4 separate regions of the Mus musculus genome follow, and all the other regions are linked to region 1. The links are chromatin contacts, called in public Hi-C and HiChIP or PLAC-seq maps. All regions are on one chromosome and are shown on one strand. The core of a region is the stretch at or near the end of the contact, and the rest is flanking DNA. Distances in the headings are between cores, read along the strand shown.

Region 1 (2,700 bases), core at 134-2,633:
TGGTCTGGTTTACCCCTGGCTCTCCAAGGAGGGTGACAGTGAACAGTGGAGCGATAAATCCGGTATGGGCGGTGAGATTAAATAGAAACTGCTGGCCGAAGGCTGAGAGGCGGTAGTGCTCCTGGGAAGAGGTAGAGGAAGACGAAGAGGAGGCGAAGGCAGGCCAGGGGTCAGAGGCAGAGTTAATGCTTCGCCGCCTTCTTTTGAAGTGCACGTTCGTGGGAAAGGGTTCCCCGAGGGGGTTCACTCGGATGGGAGACGCGATCTCATATTCGCTCAGACTCTCTAATAATTTCACTGCAGGGAGAAACAGAGGCAAGTGAGCTAATCAGTCATTTCCCCCGAAAGCTTTAATTTAAAAAGAAGATGGGGGGCTTTGTCCTAATTTATTTCGCAGCCACTTCGAGTCAATTCCTTCACGCTCCACCACTGGATAAATATTTGTTGAGCGCCTACTGTAATAGTAACAGCCGAGAACTAGGTGAGGGGCCGAGACTACAGCATTTGAAGTCAGACAATGAACAAATATAAAAACATAAAATAATTACAGATTCTGATAAATATCCTAAATAAAATAAAATGTGTGCTATCTGGTGATCCAAGCTATTAATTAGGACTGGTTTGGGTCAAGGGATAAGGAGGGTAAAAAAAGTCAGGTAAAAAGGACTGGGGGTGGGGGTGGCCCTAAAATTCTTGCAGTGCTTCCTTCCCTAATAGTTGACTAAGGATGACCCAGAGAAGGGAGAGGTTCCGAAAGGAGAGGTAATTCTTTCTAGGAAAAGGAGAGAGGCCTCTACTGCGGGGTGCCCGCCCCAGAGCGTGTTCAAGAAGGTGGCGATGGAGTGTGTGGGGGCGTGGGGGGGGGGCTTCAGGGTTCAGAGCCATGTTACCTTGCCTCGGGTGCAGCCTGTCCTTGCGCACGGCCGCCGCGGAGTCAGGGCTCCTCATCTCAACCAGGTCCGGCACCAGGAGCGTTAGCAGTGTGGCCCAGGATACTAACTGCATGGTGCTCCTCACCCCTCCCCCCGCTTCTCCCACCCCCTCCCTCCTGCCGGCTTTGGTGGCTGGCGGCGACGCGAGGCAGCAGCCTTGGAGAGCGCGCGGAACCCCGGCGCCCTGCCGCCAACTTTTTGACTTTAGGAGTCGCTGAGGTCCTGCAGAGAGGGTCCCGTCTGCGCTCCGCTGAGCAACGCTGCCGCCTGCCGTGAGCTGAGGCGCTCGGGCCGCAGGAGGAGGAGAAGGAGGCGGAGGACTAGGGCTCGGCGGCTCGGCCGCATAATGTCCAGCCTGCGGGCAGGAGAAGGCGCGGAACGTGCGCTCCGAGGCGCGCCGGGCGCCCTTTGCTGGCTGAGTTAGCCGAGCCGCTTCTTGAATGGGGGGCCAGGGGGCGGGGGCCCCCGCGGGCGCTCAAATACCCTAGGTGCACGCCTCCAGGAGGAGGAGAGGGGAGGAGAAAACGGGGCAGGCGGCCCGCCTCCTTGTAGATCCTGTCCCCTCCTCGGCCGCGGGTGCCAGGACTCACCGCTTTAGGCCCCTCCAGCTGCCGGAGGCGGAGGCCAGAGGCGCCGGCAGTGCCGGAGCAATCGGTGGCCGTCCGCGTCACCTCCCCGAGGTGGGGTTAGCAGAGATTCCCTGAGAAGGAGGGAGAGCAGAGAAAGTTCTCTCTCTCTGAGGTGGCGCTCAGCCACCCACTCCGATTCCCCTTTCCTACTTTGGTCTCCGGTTTGGAATCTCTCTCTCGCCAGGTCTTGGTGTAGGTCTCTTTGGGCCCATGTCCCTTTTCTCTGATGGTCTCTTCCTTCTCCGCTTTCTACTGAGCCATCTCCACTTCTCCGTATCTGCCTGTCCTCTTCATTCTGCCCCCGTCTCTTTCCATCACCCAACTTGGCATTCCTTACAAGAGGAAAAAAAAAAAAAAAAGTAGCCTTGCGCCGTCCTAGTCCTACACTTGATCACTATGAACCAGATTTGTCACCTGAGCTCCACTCTACTTAATTGCCCCAAGTCAAGAGTTTTAAAGGCAGGGATCTATTTCAGTCCAGTAGTTCTAGTTGTGTTTCTGATCCGCAGTTCTCTGAAAGTTTCGCAACTGTTTAAACCCGGGTCTTCCCGGGACCTCTGTCCCTGTGGCGAGAGCTCTACAGGTTTCTGTAGCCCCCCCCCCCCCAAAAAAAGGTTAAGACGCTTACTGTGCGGTTAGAGAGGGTGGGGACTTGGAAGCCCCCAACTCTGCCCGACATTTGAGGGGAAGGGAGTAGGGAAGGACTGTGAGGCCATAGGTCCCGGGGAAGGCACTCGAACCTCCAGGGATTTCCAGTCACTTCCGCTTGCTCTCAGAATTAGAGAGGATGCAAGCAGGGAAGTGGCTCCAAGCAGATAGTTCAAGTTATCCATCATCTCCCTCGGGTTGAAGATAGACATTTGGAAGTCAGAACTCTAGAAAAGGAGAAAGGAACAGAGGGAGAAGGGGGAGGAAGTAAAGAGGGAAGATTGTTAAATCATGGATAGTTAAAAAAAGCACCTTTCTTCCTTAGCTCTCAGAGGAGAGGATGCGCCAATTCAAAGGGAAAGGAAAGGGCATTTTCAGTAACTGATATGACTAATAAAGTTATAATCGCCCAAGTTTCCTAGAACCGGAGTTCTCTGCTGCTTGGCCAGCCACTCAGAACTGAGAATATCAAAGTGCCAGTAGAGACCAGC
Region 2 (2,700 bases), core at 74-2,573, 45 kb after region 1:
AAGATCTGGGTTCAGATTCTCCTACACGTACGTAAACCCAAATGAAACACTGCACACCAGTAATCCCAGAGCTCCCATGACAATCTGGGAGGCAGAGAAGCTTGAAGTGTAGCTTGCCTGGTCAACCACAGGGACAAACAAACAAACAAACAAACAAACCCAATAAATTTTGTCTCAAACAAGGTGAGAGGTGAGAACAAAGACTTGAGATTGTCCCAGGATTTCGCACACATACCCAAACACACTCACACTTAACACTCACACACATACATATTCGCATACTTACAAACATGTAACACACACACACACACACACACACACACACACGCACGCAGAGTTTTCTGTTTGTTTGTTTGTTTTAAAACACCTGTGTCTGGTGTTACAGGTTGAGATTCCAGGCATAGAAAAAACAAAACAAAACAAAACAAAAACAAAACAAAGAATTCTATTTTCTGATAACTTAAAAATATTTATTATGACACTAATGAAGGCAAATAACCACTTTAAGAGTGACCAAGTCCCAGACTCTGGGCCGTATTTGTGTGAATTTTACCACTTAATCTTTAGAAGGCTTATGGAGTAGATCTTTGAATTGCTTGATGTGAGAAAAGCACTGTTCACAGTCCTGCCTTTAGGATATGGCGAGCCTCGTATCTGAACCCCATTCTTTTCTTTTCTCTTTTGAGCCCATGGAGCACAGACTGTGCCTGCCTCACTGCGGCTGTTCCTTATGTTCTTTTTCTTAGGAAAAGAAGAATCACGAGGTTCCTTTTAATCCCAGAATTCACCTGGCTTGAGCGCATGCTCTGTGATAGGAATGTGAGCTGCCAGAAGATGGGAGGAGCTTGCAGTGGGAACAGGAGAAACTGAGACCGTGAGAGGGTGTGACTGGGCGACTTACCACCAGCACGATCTATTCCTACCATACACATTCCCAGACTATCTAGAAACCCTCGCATGCAAGGATAAATTGCTAAGAATTTATGCCCCATGACCAGAAAGACTGTGGCACAAACCGTTTTAATTGTGTTGACCCAATAAGATACGAGAACGAAACTATTTTCCCCTGGAAAGAGAAATGTTAGCATTTCAACCAGAGCAGCCTTTCAAGCTTCTCCAAGTGCCACATGGCGCTCTGTGATTTTCTAATAGGAAATGTCCCCGCCACTGACATCCTACTGCAGAACAAGAAGACAACACTACCAAAAAGGGGGTTTCTCCAATAGTGTCTCATGTAGCTGTTGAGATGTTCTTGGGTTCAAAAATAGTCACATCCACTCAAAAGTCCTCCAAGTTAATTTCAGCTTTGTTGTTATTCCTGGCCTGGCCCCGATCCAGAGTACAGCTCTTAACATCTTAGGCTGCTTCACCTTGGGGCTGAAGGAGTCCTTCTACATGGATAGGGGGGTCTACTGAGTCCCTGGAGCACACTGTGGTATCCAGTTTTTCCCTCAGAGACCCCTGAATGTTTTGAGGGTAAGTCGTGACTGAGGAGAACTCTGGGGAACCTTTAAATAAGAACAGGAAAAGCCAAAGCACACAGAGCGTGCGTCCTGAGGAGGAAGCTTGTTTTAAAGGGTTTTTTTTTTTTTTTTTTTTTGTACTTATTGACTGTCACGGGGAGGGCAGGGTTCAGTGTGAACAGATTTCCCTATGACGGGAGAGAAGGCAAGCTTCCTCACAAATGAAGTCATGCTCCCTCTACTCCGCTGCTGCGGGGAAGTGATGCTTTTCTAATTGTCTGCCTCACTTCCTTGACACTTTTCCTCCTTCAGATCAGGGACAGTTTCCTGGGGTCAAGCACGCAGCAGGCTCCAGCCCAGCGTGTTAACCAGGAACTCAGGAGCCATGGCGTCCTTCAGACGGGACTTGTGGCTCAGGATGGAGTCTTCTGATTTGGGACGTGACAGTTTGAGGGAGAGTGGACACAATAAATCTATCCGCTCCGTGGATCTGCATTTAGTGGTATCTGCTGCCTTTTATTGGACAATAACCTGTGTCTTCAGGAAGAGCTTGACCGGTCACATGAACCCTATGTGTGCTTGCCCAACCATCAGAGATTTTTGTACAGAGGAAGTGGTTTAGCTCAAAGCATCGTCATCACCAAGAGTAACGCTGGGTATTAGATTAACATCACGTCAAATATGTCCTCATATTTGACTTTCTATAAGTGATCGCATAGCCTCGTTTTTACTGATAAGGAAAGTAGAATTAGAAAGATTGGGAAAATCTATTTAAGATTTTCAATATTTTGGTTTATATTCTTCCTTAAAGCGGGTCTCAAGCCGGGGATTCCAGGAAGGGTGTGATTGCGAACCAGTGGGAGAACTGACAGTCTGTAGGGAGACTAGAAAACAGGAGGGGACATAGACCTCAGCGTTCTCTCTACTGCTATGTGTAATGCATTTTTATGCCACTTTCTGACAGGCACTAGCTAAGAGTGGATGGGTGGGGAGGGTTTTATTTTAAAGCCTGGGTAGAGCTTTTTCAGAGCTTCAAAGCAACCTTCAGGGAGGTACAAAGGGAGGGGAAGAGATGGGAGGGAGAGAGAGAGTCTGGTTGTTGAAACACTGGGCTGCCCTGAAGTGGAAGTTAAGCTCTGTGCTTTGCACATTTAGAAGTAGGGACAAGTCACAGACCTCCTGAGTTCCTCTTGCTGAAAGACACCCAGTTCTGAAATCTGATAATATATAAACCAGT
Region 3 (2,702 bases), core at 175-2,674, 61 kb after region 1:
GATAATGTACTTTCTTGCCCCCCTGCCCAGTGCAGTCAGTACAGTAACCATGAGATTGTAACTTTCTAACCCTGAGTCTTAACCTTCCCACCTCTTCTCTTTTGTCTTTTGGATGCTGGCCAGAGTCTAAGTATGATTTTTCTGGCTCTTTCTCTATCCTCCCACCCCCAGCTTTATTACCAGTCATCTGCTTGTCCACCACATGGCTAACCACAGACCTAATTTAAATGGCATGGCTTTCTCTTGTCCTCTGTTCAATCTTATCTCCTTGGGCAGCTGCCTACATTTATAGCTTGTCTGCTTTGAGATTTTTCTTTAGAATTAGAATAAAATCCCCCCCAGCTGCCTTTCAAATCTGCCTTAAATTCTTTTATCAATGAGACTAAGAATTCTACGATGGGGACGCCAGTGCCCTTGGTAGCAAGGGCATTAGTATCTGATAAGGCCTCATCCTTTGTTGAGTAGTTAGCCAGTTAACCAATGTCAAAGGTCATTTGGAAGCCTGGCCAGGATCCCTGGAGAATTTAAGAACCATTCTGGCAACATTAGATAGAGTCTTCTGGCAAGATAGTTTCTAATGGGATTAGGAAGATAGCTTAATCGGTAAAGCGCTCGCTTTATGAGCATAAAGACTCCAGTTCAAGTTCAGGAAGCAGTGGAAAGTCTAGCAGAGCCACACTCATTTGTGATCGCAGTGGTGGAGAGGTAGAGACACAAGGATTCCCAGAGTTCACTGGGTTTCCAGCCTCCCTACATTGTGAGTTCCAGGCCAGCGAGAGAGAGCATCTCAAGACACAAGCTGGATAGCACCTGAGCAACAATATCTGAATCTGACTGTTAGCTTTGACATGTGCACACACCCATACACACACACAGGAACACCACACACATGGACGACACACACACACACACACACACACACACACACACACACACACACAATTGCAAATGGTCCTTCCATCCTTATGGTAGACTCCCAAAAGCCCTGAGAGATGGAAACTCATATTCTTTTATCCTAGAAGTGGCGTGTGAAGTTCTTCAGTGCTGAAAAGAACTGAGGTAGTAATAACCCAGTCTGTGCCAGTGTGGCCCTCCTCCAGCCTCCCAGAGACTAGTTGTACTACTAGAGGAAAAGCAAGTAGAAAGGAAATGAGAGCCACTCCTTCCACCGGGATTTGAAAAGCACTTCTTTTCGCCCTTTTGGACTCTAAACTTTTGGACACCAAGATTGCTCTTAATCTAAAGAAAACAGCAAAAGGATTGCAAGGCCTGAATACCTATTAATCAGAGAAGAAAAAAAAATTCCCAGCTCCATACATACATTATCAGGGAGGAGTTACACCATCCATTATTCTGATGGGTCCTAGAGGGAGGTTAAGGATGAGATCAGCCCCAAACACAGGCAGAGTTTGTTGGCAAGTGCCACAGTGGGGGTGTGTGTTGCGATCTTTTTTTAGCCTCACTAAGGATAAGAGCATATGTGATGAAGCAGCTATCTGTCTAAAAGTGTAACCCCAAACAGAACCTTACAAACGGGACAGAAGGAAGAAAACCAGGAGTGGAGAGAAGAGACAATGAAAGATGAGTGTTGTGTTTGCCCCTCTGTCTGGGAAATCTGCCATCTCACTCCATTTCATATGCTGACGGCCTTGGGAGTCATGCCCAATCTTCTGACCCATATTAGGCAGTAAAACACACACACACACACACACACACACACACACACACACACACACACACACCCATTTGTCTGCTTACCTTGATAAGAGGTAAATTTTGTGTTTATTTCCAGATAACTAGAGAAAGCATTGCTTGAAAATGAGCTGAAACTGTGGTTTGCCTGGAAGTGTTTATAAAAAGGAGAGATGGGCTGACAGGAGTCCACTGGTTTGTAATCTTGTTTCTCCTTCAGTGTTTAGATTTGTTTTTTCTGCAACCTGCCCAACAGTTTTGCGTGGCTTTGGATTTGAGTCCATGTCTTTTGTATTTATTGTTTTCGAATCACTGGCCTCCATAAGTCTTCCTGTTACAATAGATTTCCAGTAAATGGCAAAGGCCCTTGAATCTGTCTTCAGTCTTAGGTCAGATTGGCCAAAAGCCTCACATGGGTGGGCATCCACAGAAGGCCTTGACTGTCATGTTTATTTGCTTACTTTGGAGGTAGGAGACTGCCCTTTGTCCCAAAGAGTGGATACAGACATTTATGATGATGAGCAGTTGAAAGCCAGTGTGAGCTAAGTGGCTGGGCTTGGCTGGAACCAAACCCCAGTCAAGGTCAGAGTGGAATGCTGTTATTGCCGCATTAGCATTATCATCATCAATACGATTCTCCAAATTATTTTTTAATGGGGCCAATTTACCTCCAAGTCTGTAACCAAGGCGCAGATCACTTGTCTCCTCTTCAGCAGCCATTAGACATCAGTAAGGCGGAGTCTGGCCCTTTTAGCTCTAAATCTGATCTTGAGCTTTCCCAACAGTTACTTTATCCCCTCTCACCTCCCTTCCTCCATGCTGGAAATTGCCCATTAAACTCTGATTCAGAGTGCAAAGCTTCAATTGCTTCTAAGGCGCATGTTGCTCATAGCGCTCCTTTACATGAGCGAAGGATTTCAAAGCTGTTCGCAGTGTTGTTGCTTATACAAGTGGTTCTAGCACACCTAGATAAAACATCAAATTCGAGATGCTGTGTTGGGGATAGGGGC
Region 4 (2,700 bases), core at 159-2,658, 37 kb before region 1:
CTGCAAAGGCCTGAATAAATCTCAAAGCATTTACACAAACACAGAAATATTTGCATAGTTCCTTTACAGACCCTGCTTTGTGCTCAGATCAGTTTGTAATCTTCCAAACATTGGCAAGGCTATGAGCTAACAGATGTTATAGAGTAAAATTTTTTTCTCCTCTAAGGAATGTTATCAAGAACAACAAGACAAAAAGAATGCCAGATTCCGTTTTCTTCCCCTTCATGGGTTACTTCAGATAGGCCAGGCACTAGAGCAGCAGTTCTCAGCCTTCCTAATGCTGTGACTCTTAAACACAGTTCCTCACATAGTGGTGACCCCCAACCAGAGAATTATCTTGTTGATGCTTCTTAACTGTAATTTTGCTACTGTTAAGAATAATAATCTAAATGTCTGATATGGAAGGTATCTGATATTCGACCCCCAAAGGGTTGCTATCCACAGGCTGAGAAGGGATGCACCAGTGGCTGATACTAAGAGAGCGCTTAGGTCTTACTCTAGGAACTCAGTGATGTATTTCCGACTGCACTTTGACCACATCCAGGGGTTGGTGTAGAAGTTCAGTGTTGGTGCCATGACATGCTGGGGACTCTTAACTCCTTCTTCTTTGCATTTATTGCTGTCATCGTGAGGCATATTAAACCTAAAGTCAACGAAGCAGTGGTGAGAATGTCAGAACACACCAAGGGTTCCTGCGGGCATCCTTGCTTAACAAATCTAAGAAGAAAGTATAACTAAGGACCTGTTGTCCTGTGGACAAGAATCTGAATGAGCAGAATAAATTATAAGACAATTCTAGACGGAGCATAGACCACCAGAGGATTTTTATCGAATTTGATGTAAATGCCTTTAGTGAATGAAAAGGTATGCACAGGCCATTTGTTGGGTATAAATATGAATATTGGAATTGTAGAGGCTCTGAATGTGCAGTAGTTGGTGCTAGACTAAAGGAAATGCTAGTAGACAGCGAAAGGGCAATCCATAGAACAAGATTTTGGCAGGGTGTCATACTGTTGTCAATATAAAGAATAAATTCGTGTCATAAATGGAAGCTAAGTGCTTTGTAATAAGAGGATCACTGTGGGCCTCACATCTCCCATTTTTTGGGTCACGGTGATTAGGGATACACATGTGTTTATCAAGTAAAGTATCATTATGAAGGTATATAAAGTGTGCCCACAAACTCCTAGGGAGTGACACAGAGACCATAGGCACATATGCCCAGCCAGCTGAAAGTAGAGATGGCACAGGGATTCACCTGCCAATGCCAGCTCACAGGAACTGGCTTCCTGAAAAGCCAGGCATAAAAAAGATTCTTAAACTCTTTCCCATTCTGCCTGAGGGGAGGCTGTGGAGCACAGCCAGTGTCCTCTTGGGCTGTGGCAGCGTCCTTCACACATACTTTCCATTCTTGGCTTCACCAGAGGAAGTGGGGGAAAAACGATAGCATTTCCTTAATGTGCACCCCCTCCATGACCCACATGGCCTTCCAGCCCAGGCAATTATCCACCAGTTGACAAGGTCAGCGGGTCATCTTTTCTCTCTGGGAAAGGCTGCTGTCAATCAGAACACGGAACATGTGGTTAAGTTTGCACCGAGTGAGGAATTCCCTTCCCAGTTCATGCTGAACTCAGGAAGTCTGAGTGAGATGGAGGGGTGTGGACCTGTTTCATATGAAAGAAAAATCTGGACTAAAGCCCCTGCGTCTGCTCCACGAATTCTTTTCTGTTCTGTTTCTTTTTTCTTAAAAAAAAAAATGTGGGTTCTTGAGTTTGCCAGCAGAGATGGAAAAATGTGATCTGTATTAGATGAGTTTACTAAAAGGCTTTAATATTGCAGAACCCCTTTTCTTCAAAGAAGCGACATAGCTCGCAGGTGCCAGCTATGGAGTCCCAACAACACTGGTTCTAGCACACCTCAAGTAAGGAAGGCACCCAACCCTACCATGCTCCTCTGTGGTGGACAGGAGCTACCCTCTTAGTCCCAACTCATCATAACTAGGTTAAATGGAATCTATTTATGTCCTCATACAAATAAACAGAAGCTTGTTTTCATTTGGACAAGCACATTTGCTCACTGCTGGGAATATAATAACTATATTTTGAATATTTACTGACCCATACTAACTGAGACTGTTCACTGCCATTCTATACTGGAACATGTATTCAGTGTTTTGGATGTTCCATTTCATCACTCATTTGATGCAGTGAACAGTACAATTGACCCGCTGCATCCGTGAATCATACACCCACAGATTCCATTCATTGAGGGTGGAACGTATTTAGAGGGGGAAATAAACTTGTTTCTGTACTGAATGGGCACGGACTTACCCCCTTCCCCACTCAATATAATATAACAGCTATTTGTGCTGTATTAGGTATTATGAGTTATCTAAATATTGTTTAAAGTAGATAGCAAAATATGCATAGGTGATGCCAAAATTCAGTGCCTCTTCACCAAAAGGGCTTGAGTATCTGTGGAGCTTGGCACTTATGGGAGGCATGGAAAGCAGCCTCCTACAGACACCTAAGGATGACTGTACAACTCCTTAGTCTTTGTGGATGAGCAAGTAAGGGGGAGAGAGCTTTCACTACTTCATCAGCTCGGGTTCATATTGTTACTCACATGGGGTACCTGGAAATAGAAGCCATCTTGAGGATTCTTTGCATTTCATGATTGTCTTAGGAATCAGAAGGACCC

Evidence for each region. Hi-C and Micro-C count contacts between places; a contact is called where the count stands out from the background. HiChIP or PLAC-seq counts read pairs in DNA pulled down with a chosen protein or histone mark.
Region 2: a Hi-C map of cardiomyocytes shows a contact between it and region 1, with 15 times the contacts expected there. The contact joins the enhancer-like site here to the promoter of Adamts9 in region 1. A contact is called at or near these places in 3 of 39 promoter capture datasets (the 3T3-L1 cell line, 3T3-L1-derived adipocytes and embryonic stem cells), 5 of 484 Hi-C or Micro-C datasets (cardiomyocytes, liver, myocytes and 1 more), 5 of 115 datasets of contacts at active chromatin or transcription factors (embryonic stem cells, fetal liver and heart atrium) and 2 of 9 other capture datasets (adipose tissue and liver).
Region 3: an H3K27ac HiChIP or PLAC-seq map of extraembryonic endoderm stem cells shows a contact between it and region 1. The contact joins the enhancer-like site here to the promoter of Adamts9 in region 1. A contact is called at or near these places in 1 of 39 promoter capture datasets (3T3-L1-derived adipocytes), 6 of 484 Hi-C or Micro-C datasets (the 3T3-L1 cell line, the HL-1 cell line, Sertoli cells and 3 more), 6 of 115 datasets of contacts at active chromatin or transcription factors (embryonic stem cells, extraembryonic endoderm stem cells, fetal liver and 2 more) and 2 of 9 other capture datasets (adipose tissue and liver).
Region 4: a contact with region 1 is called in an H3K27ac HiChIP or PLAC-seq map of trophoblast stem cells, with 40 read pairs. The contact joins the enhancer-like site here to the promoter of Adamts9 in region 1. A contact is called at or near these places in 1 of 39 promoter capture datasets (trophoblast stem cells), 6 of 484 Hi-C or Micro-C datasets (Sertoli cells, cardiomyocytes, cortical neurons and 3 more), 7 of 115 datasets of contacts at active chromatin or transcription factors (embryonic stem cells, extraembryonic endoderm stem cells, heart atrium and 2 more) and 2 of 9 other capture datasets (adipose tissue and liver).

What each region holds. Positions count from the first base shown.
Region 1 is chr6:92,942,151-92,944,850 of GRCm38.p6, forward strand. It overlaps Adamts9 (a disintegrin-like and metallopeptidase (reprolysin type) with thrombospondin type 1 motif, 9), which reads right to left and starts at 1,384. Exons shown (of 40, transcript NM_175314.4): 1 at 891-1,384; 2 at 1-297. The coding sequence starts at 1,005. The region is part of intron 1 of 9530026P05Rik (RIKEN cDNA 9530026P05 gene); the gene reads left to right.
Region 2 is chr6:92,986,723-92,989,422 of GRCm38.p6, forward strand. The region is part of intron 1 of 9530026P05Rik (RIKEN cDNA 9530026P05 gene); the gene reads left to right. Among named protein-coding and RNA genes, the nearest start is that of Adamts9, 45 kb to the left of the region's middle. Within about 2 kb of position 1,324, at least 17 of the 459 cell types and tissues checked have an H3K27ac peak or open chromatin away from gene starts, as enhancers often do. A contact at or near this core is called in adipose tissue, cardiomyocytes and heart atrium, where this site is marked.
Region 3 is chr6:93,003,382-93,006,083 of GRCm38.p6, forward strand. The region is part of intron 1 of 9530026P05Rik (RIKEN cDNA 9530026P05 gene); the gene reads left to right. Among named protein-coding and RNA genes, the nearest start is that of Adamts9, 61 kb to the left of the region's middle. Within about 2 kb of position 1,425, at least 20 of the 459 cell types and tissues checked have an H3K27ac peak or open chromatin away from gene starts, as enhancers often do. A contact at or near this core is called in extraembryonic endoderm stem cells and heart atrium, where this site is marked.
Region 4 is chr6:92,904,658-92,907,357 of GRCm38.p6, forward strand. It overlaps Adamts9 (a disintegrin-like and metallopeptidase (reprolysin type) with thrombospondin type 1 motif, 9), which reads right to left. Exons shown (of 40, transcript NM_175314.4): 9 at 497-643. Among named protein-coding and RNA genes, the nearest start is that of 9530026P05Rik, 35 kb to the right of the region's middle. Within about 2 kb of position 1,409, at least 12 of the 459 cell types and tissues checked have an H3K27ac peak or open chromatin away from gene starts, as enhancers often do. A contact at or near this core is called in heart atrium and trophoblast stem cells, where this site is marked.